Linked DNA regions of Lactuca sativa: region 2 is linked to region 1. Evidence: chromatin contacts called from public Hi-C data. All regions are on one chromosome and are shown on one strand. The core of a region is the stretch at or near the end of the contact, and the rest is flanking DNA. Distances in the headings are between cores, read along the strand shown. Region 1 holds the start of LOC111907748. Region 2 holds the start of LOC111907745.

The links. Hi-C and Micro-C count contacts between places; a contact is called where the count stands out from the background.
Region 2: a Hi-C map of leaf shows a contact between it and region 1, with 5 times the contacts expected there. The contact joins the promoter of LOC111907745 here to the promoter of LOC111907748 in region 1.

The regions. Positions count from the first base shown.
Region 1 is chr4:271,733,772-271,737,616 of Lsat_Salinas_v11, forward strand. It overlaps LOC111907748, which reads left to right and starts at 1,419. Exons shown (of 12, transcript XM_023903553.3): 1 at 1,419-1,585; 2 at 2,165-2,224; 3 at 2,475-2,528; 4 at 2,628-2,688; 5 at 3,320-3,396; 6 at 3,663-3,712; 7 at 3,814-3,845. The coding sequence starts at 1,547.
Region 2 is chr4:271,896,459-271,900,164 of Lsat_Salinas_v11, forward strand. It overlaps LOC111907745, which reads left to right and starts at 1,776. Exons shown (of 7, transcript XM_023903551.3): 1 at 1,776-2,403; 2 at 3,356-3,408; 3 at 3,633-3,706. The coding sequence starts at 1,917.

The DNA of each region.
Region 1 (3,845 bases), core at 169-2,668:
GTCGTTACATAAGGGTTTGTTTTAGGCAAACCCTATGGTACGAGATTCGAGTGAAAGAGATTTAAACTCGAAAAAAATGAATATTGTGGCATGATGATAGTAGGGTGGTAGGTGTGATGTATTGATGTGAAGATATTGGTGGAAACTTGAGACAATTAACTTTTCAAAGATGGTGAATGTGGTTTGTATCAAAAGGGAAACAAAGATGAAGTAAACGAGTCCATTGAAGCTCATCACCATCTTCATGTATGATCATCATTTGGTAAAGGACTTAATGGTGATGATTTGAACTTAAAATGACTAAATGTTGATTTTTTTAACTTGAATGATCATTTAAGTCGAAAGTCTTTGAGGTAATGGGCAAAAACCAAGAGTAGGAGGTCATAAGGGAAAATGAGAACAATAATGAAAGTTCAACGACTTAATTGTCTTCATTTGAAATTATATGGCTAAATAATGACATTTTTATTACTTCAATCTTTCATTTAAGCCAAAATTCCTTTTTTAAACCTAAAAATTTAATGATATGATTGTTGCAAATGTTTGTTTGTTACCACATGCTAGAAGTGTTCGTTTGGATAAATTCGACACGATCCGATCCAATGAATCCAAATTGATTTAAGTTTTCAAAATAAGAATTTAAATAAACAAAACTAAATTCTTATCCGATCTGATCCAACCAAATTACCATTGAGTTGAATTGGTAAATAAAACAACTTTTTAGATGAGAAAAAGTAAAACTTTCAAAAAGCTAGAAAATCCTAGCTTTTTAGCTTTTTAACCATTTTACTCCTGAAAAAGCAGCTTTTCGTATCCAAACACTTTTTAAAACCAGCTTTTCTTAGTGAAATTATATTATATGCATAGTGTATAGAAATCTTTTTTTTTTATTTTATTTTTGCAAACCGCTTTTGATTTACAAAAAATTGAACTAGATCCAGATAGATATTGGTTGACACGGGCATATAAGTCATGTTATTCTGTTAAATAACAAACCTTTAGTTTTTCATTTGAAAATTCGTGCGCTTGGGAGTCCCTGATAATTAAATAAACCAAGATTTTACCATGACTGCAATTTTAGAGAGACGCGAAAGCGAAAGCCTATGAGGTCACTTCTGTAACTAGATAACCAACACTGAAAACCGTCTTTACATTGGATGGTTTGGTGTTTTGATGATCCCTACCTTATTGACCGCAACTTCTGTATTTATTATTGCCTTCATTGCTGCTTCTCCAGTGGATATTGATGGTATTAGTGAACATGTTTCTGGATCTACAAGCTAATAAACCACTTTTCTTAAAAATCACTTATATATATATATATATATATATATATATATATATATATATATATATATATATATATATATATATATATATATATATATATATATAAAGCTAACCCAAATAGTTTAGGATTAGGGTTTTATGTATTATCACCAAAACCTACATTTTCAAAGTTTTTGGGTCAAGCAAAGCGAGTATTACAGGTTGAGTTGCATTTCAGTCTCTCCCTGGGGTTGCGGCGTCTACAAAATTCGGAGAGATGGGTTTTTCGAAAGGGCAACTTTTTGAACGCTTACAGGTTCGATTTTTCTTAACAAAATGCGTAATCTTCTGGATTCATCAACCTCGTCGTCCAATTCTAATTTTACTATCGATTGATAGAGTTTCGAATAAATTTGGGTTTAAAATCCCAGGTTGAAGCAATGAAAAAGCAACAGCCATTATTAATCTGCCAAAAAAGTAGTGCAAGATCAAACAACTTAAGGTTCTATCTTCACGGTCATATATGTTTGCACTTTATATTATGCTTCATTAGTGTGTTCTTGTTGGAGTCTCATGAGTGAGAGCTTAGCTTACTCGTTTATTGCCTCAAACTTCGTAGCTAGTATTAGTAGAAATCGACTACTGTTGGGCGTGAGCTAGTAACAAGACCTATATCCATTTTCCATGTGATAATCTTTCCCTTAATACAATGTAATTATTTTTCTTCTTCTATTATTATTAAGTTTTGTCCTGATAAATGAGGTTTTGTTTCCCACTGAGTGTGATCATGGCCTGACTATTTAACATTTGTAACTAGTTTTAAGTATGCTTGTTGGTGGATCTTATCAGTTGTTATATATTCTTTAAGCAATAACATATCCATTGTATGTATCAGGCTCAACAGATAAAATTTTCGCAGTATGAGCATCCTGTAGTGATGACTGTTGAAGCCCAGGTAACTAAATCTAATGCAATACAAAGGTTGCGTTTTTTACATGAGACATAACTGAACTGGACAAAGCTTTCTGGGGATATTTTCAATGGGCATTAACGTCTTTTGCATTTTCTGGGTAGATAATAGGACAAAATATTACAATTTTTGCCTACAATACATGCCAAACGCACTGCAAAAGCATGTTCTCTGTAACAAAATATTGCAATTTTCTTTAATTTGTTTTGTTTTGTTTGTCTATCTCTTGTATAAGGCCAAGTATGTTGGACATATGAAAGGTGGATTGAGTAAAAACTTATTCCTAAAGGTATTATCTTCAAATATTTTGGTTTTGGATTGCCATATAGTATCATTTTGTGTTCTATCTAATTAATGCATATGTATATATTTTACTTTTGATATATAGGATAAGAAGCACAGATTTTATATTGTTTCAGCCTTGGCTGATACCACAGTAGACCTAAAAGGTTAGTTTGCTCTGACATTTGGTTGCTTTCTTATCCTTGTTGTTTTGGACACCATACTAATTATGTTACTTCCTCTGTCCCATGAAAAGTGTACTACTCTTATTATTGGTTAAAATTAAATGCAACAAGAAACAAGTCGACTACTTCTTCCATTGATTTGTTTAAGAGTATAGCATCCTACTTTCATTTCTTCATATTGTAATTTGAAAAGTCTACTAAATGCCATCTGAATACAAAGCAATTTTCACTGATATTTTTTCAACTATGATATCCTAGTAAGAAAGTTTTCAAAGTACAGTGCTATAATAAGGAAAAAAATGGATGTAGAATCTTATAATACAATGAAATGAAAGTACACAAATAAATGAAAGGATGTTGCTATTTCTTGCATTTAGTTCTATTAATATACCACTAGTCAAAGCACCCTTCTGTCTTGAAAGCATATTCACAAAACGAAATTTGAATTTAAGATTAAGTAAATGTTGTGGACCAAAAAGAATAACATGAGTGCTGTTTAGGGATAGAGGGAGATACAGTTTTATATTATTTATTGCAAAAGTCATTAATATAATACTTTGTATTTTTTTTTCTGGATTTTTATAACACTCATTGTGGCTTTGAAGCTGAGCAGTTCTATCTCAAAGGCTTGGGCTTGGAAAAGGAGGGGTGAGAATGGCACCTGAAGAAGCAGTTGGAGAAATACTTCAGGTTCCTAAATGCATTTTAACTCTGTAGATGATTTTTTTTTTTACTTAATGTAATCTATATGTGAGTGTTTTTTTGACTTGATGCAGAAATAATTATATGATAGAGAAATTTAGGAAAAGGAAGCTTACACTTTATAAGTCCTAACATTTTACAAACCTGGCTTCATTTATATGTTCCTTCCATCTGTCATTTTCTCAAATATCTTTTACATTGATTACTTACTATATTACTGATAGTTGATACTCGTTGGTATAATATTTTTCCAGGTGCCTCTAGGGTGTGTTACTCCATTTGCACTTGTGAATGAGTCAGCTAAGTGAGTTGGGTTGTTTTAATCTTGCACAACTAACAAGAGCATATATATTTGTTAAATACTGGATTCTGATAGCAGTTGTTTTGTTAATTTGATTTGTGAAGGAATGTTTCGTTGTTGTTGGATCAAGGTTTCA
Region 2 (3,706 bases), core at 526-3,025, 160 kb after region 1:
AGTACCCATAAAATACAAGAAGATATTATAAACAAAACCAAGGGATGAAAAAGATAGGATTAAGGATAAATAATGAGACATAACACCATATTCATAAACAAAGATCCGTTTATTTTGAGAAAATTAATGATTTGATCTTATGACCTGCTCAACAGGTCAAAAAGGACTAAAGTTAGTAAATTAACTGGTTTCTTGAGTTTTTCTATTTAAAAAGTCAAATAATCATAACTTTTCTATTCATAAAAATAATTTAAGATTTTATCAAAAAATTTATCAAAATAATGAGATTTTACTATAGAAAAACCAATAATTATATTTTCCATCTTCTAATAAAATAAAGGGAAATGACTTGCGAGGGTAATTACCTTTTCGTCTTGTTCACGTTTAGGCAACTTCAATTTTTTTGTACACATTTAACCATTTAACTTGTTCACATATTACTATTGTCACCTGATAATAGGTGACAATAGTAATATGTGAACATATTTAACAAATTAAATGATCAAATGTGTACAAAAAAAGAAAGTTGTCTAAATATGAACTTTTCTTTTACAAATTTCTTAAGATTTTTTTTATAATTTCTTACAATATTTTTATGATATTTTTTTCTTATAGGTTTTTCTAATACAATGTTTTAAACTTTGCTTATAATTTATTTTTTATTTTTTTATACGTTTATATAATTTTAATACAAGTGCTTTTAAACGAAATATTTTATAAATGTTTTAAAATTTTCTAACAAATTTTTAACTTTTTTTATAACTTTCATACATTTATTTGTAAATTTCATGTTACAATATTTTTAAAGTGTTTCACAGATTTTGTATTACAATTTAATATTTTTTATAATATTTTAAAATACTTTCATTGAACTTTCATACATTTATTTGTAAATTTTCTGTTACAATATTTTCAAAGTGTTTCAAAGTGTAAATTTCCCATCCTTGACCGATTCGAAGATCGCAGGAGTGTTTTATAGATTTTGTATGACAATTTAATATTTTTTTATAATATTTTAAAATACTTTCGTTAAATACCATTTTAAACGGTTGTATTAAAAAATTGAAAGTTTATAAACTTCTAATTAAAAAGTATTAAAAAGTTATGATCATTTTAAAACATTTACATTATATAGATTTTTGTTTTTTATTTGTTAAGTAATATTTTTTTTATTCTTTTTAAAGATCCTTCATAGTTATTGTTACATATTTAATTTATTTAATTTTATTGTTAGATATTATTTACTTTAAAAATATTGTATATAATAAGAGACTATATTAAATATTCCACAAAACAAAACCATATTTTTAATTAAAAAGTAAAGTTTAGAATTATCAATATTTAATTAATATTTAGGAAATTATGCATATTTTAAAAATAACGTTTAAAAAAAATAATACAAACAAATATGAAAAATAAAATCACTATTAAAAATGAGAAAAATGAATTATCAGGTTAATTAACTTTTTATTTTTATCATATTTAGACAATTTTTTTTTATATATTTAACCATTTAATTTGTTAATTTGTTTATATATTACCATTATTATCTGTTATAACATGTGACAATAACGATACGTAAACACATATAACAAATTAAATGGTTAACCGTGTGAAAAGAAAATAAAAAAGTTACGAACAAAACAACAAGTTTGGTTGGTAATTCATTTTCTCTAAAATTTTTATATTTTCCTGCTTCTAATAAAATAAAAATAAAATGTGATTGGTTACAAAACTCGATTAACCCATCATAAAATTGGCATAGGTAAACAAACTTGTGACGCCCAAACCTGGGGAATTGGTGTACCGCCTACAAACCGTATAAAAATGAGAGGAACAGCGCTCATCTTCTTTGTTCTTCTTATCTTGAAGAATCCACTGTTTATCGAACTCTAAACAGAAATCATCCACTTAGAATGCGCATCCTTTCGAGGCCACCGTGCCTCTCATCATATTCTGCTCCTTCTCGATCTCAATCACTCGCCAGACACAACTTCCATTTCTCAATTTCAACTTATTCTACTTCTACATCATGTTCATCATCATCGTCTTCCTTTAGTTTCTTTAGCTTTAGACCCTTCAATAAGCGGTTTCATTTCATTAACCCACCTCGTTCTTCCCTCAAACAAACCAAAAAACAGCAACGAACCCTTCAAACTAATGCCCCACCACCACAAAGCAGCATCAGAAGACTCTTGAACTTGAACGATAATCCTAAAGACGATGGTGGTGGCGGAAATGATGATGATGATGATGATGATGATCAGAACGAGACTGCGATTAAGGGGACAATTTTAGCTGGTTTGTTGCTGGTGGGTGTTGTTGGTGGGTTTGGTACTGTTGGGTACATCTATAGAGACCAGATCAATGCTTTTCTGATTCAGTTTTCTAGCTTCATTGAAGGTACACCAGTATTTCCAAACAAATTCCCAGTTCGATTATTGCTTTAAGTGCTCTTAAGAGTTTTGAGCTTGATGGAAATTGGATGATGTTGAATCGAAACTAGAGAATACAACATAATAAACACATTTTTGGTTTCTCAAGAAGGAAGAAAGAAAGTAAGTACACAACATGGTAATAGAACAATGGAGGCAAAAACTAAAAAGGAAGCTCAAGTAATTTCCAAAAATTCTTTCCCATTTTTTATGACATCATAGCTGTTAGGCATCTCATAATCAATGGCACTAGAAAAATAACAAGAGAAAAAAGTAAGAAAATTCATCAATCTTTGTACCATTTCAGGTAGAAAGGATAAGCAAGTCCAACTAGATTCTGTAAGGCTAAAAGGATAGTTTATGCACAAAGAGTAAGGAAAACTTAGGTTTCATGTTTGAATGCATTATTAAAAATAGGCATTTTTGTATTTCCATAGTTGGACAAGAACAATATATATATATATATATATATATATATATATATATATATATATATATATATATATATATATATATATATATATATATTGATTAGTGTATGTTGAATTTAGCATCTCAGGAGAGATTGTATGAATCTTATGCATGTTGGTAATTATGTAGTTTGGTATTTGATGAATAAAACTGTTTAGGTTCCTTTGGGTTACATGGGGACATGATTAGACTGAAGAAGCTTTTATTTTTGATGATGGGATTGCAAAACAAGAAATTGATTTGACTTTTGAGATGTTACATTAATTCCAGTCCGAGTCCAATGCACACCAAACACAATACTAGTCATAAAACTTTATTTGCTTCATCTTCATGGAACGAAGCTTTAAAGAATAAAGATGTGTTTGTATATGTTGTATCTGATTGGCAAAAAAGCTATTTTATTTTAAAAGGAATTGAGCTTCATGTTTCTCTTATTCCTCCTCCAACAGGATATGGCCCTGCTGGATATGCACTTTTTGTTGCAGTTTATGCTGGCTTGGAGGTAAGTAGCTGCCTGCCTCTCCCTCTCTTGAATTCTGCTTAAAATCCTGCTTTTTTCATTTTCATTTTTGGTTTCCTTTTGATTTGATAGAGAGATAATCTGGTAAGCTATATGCGGGTGTTTCTGGTGGCTTTTTTTTTTTTTTTTTTTTTTTTTTTTTTTTTTTTTCTATTAAGTCGTAACTTTTCCCTTATTCATTTCCTCAAGTTTGAATTTTGTTTTAGGTACTTGCAATCCCCGCGATCCCACTGACAATGTCAGCGGGTCTTCTTTTTGGGTCATATACAGGCACAATTCT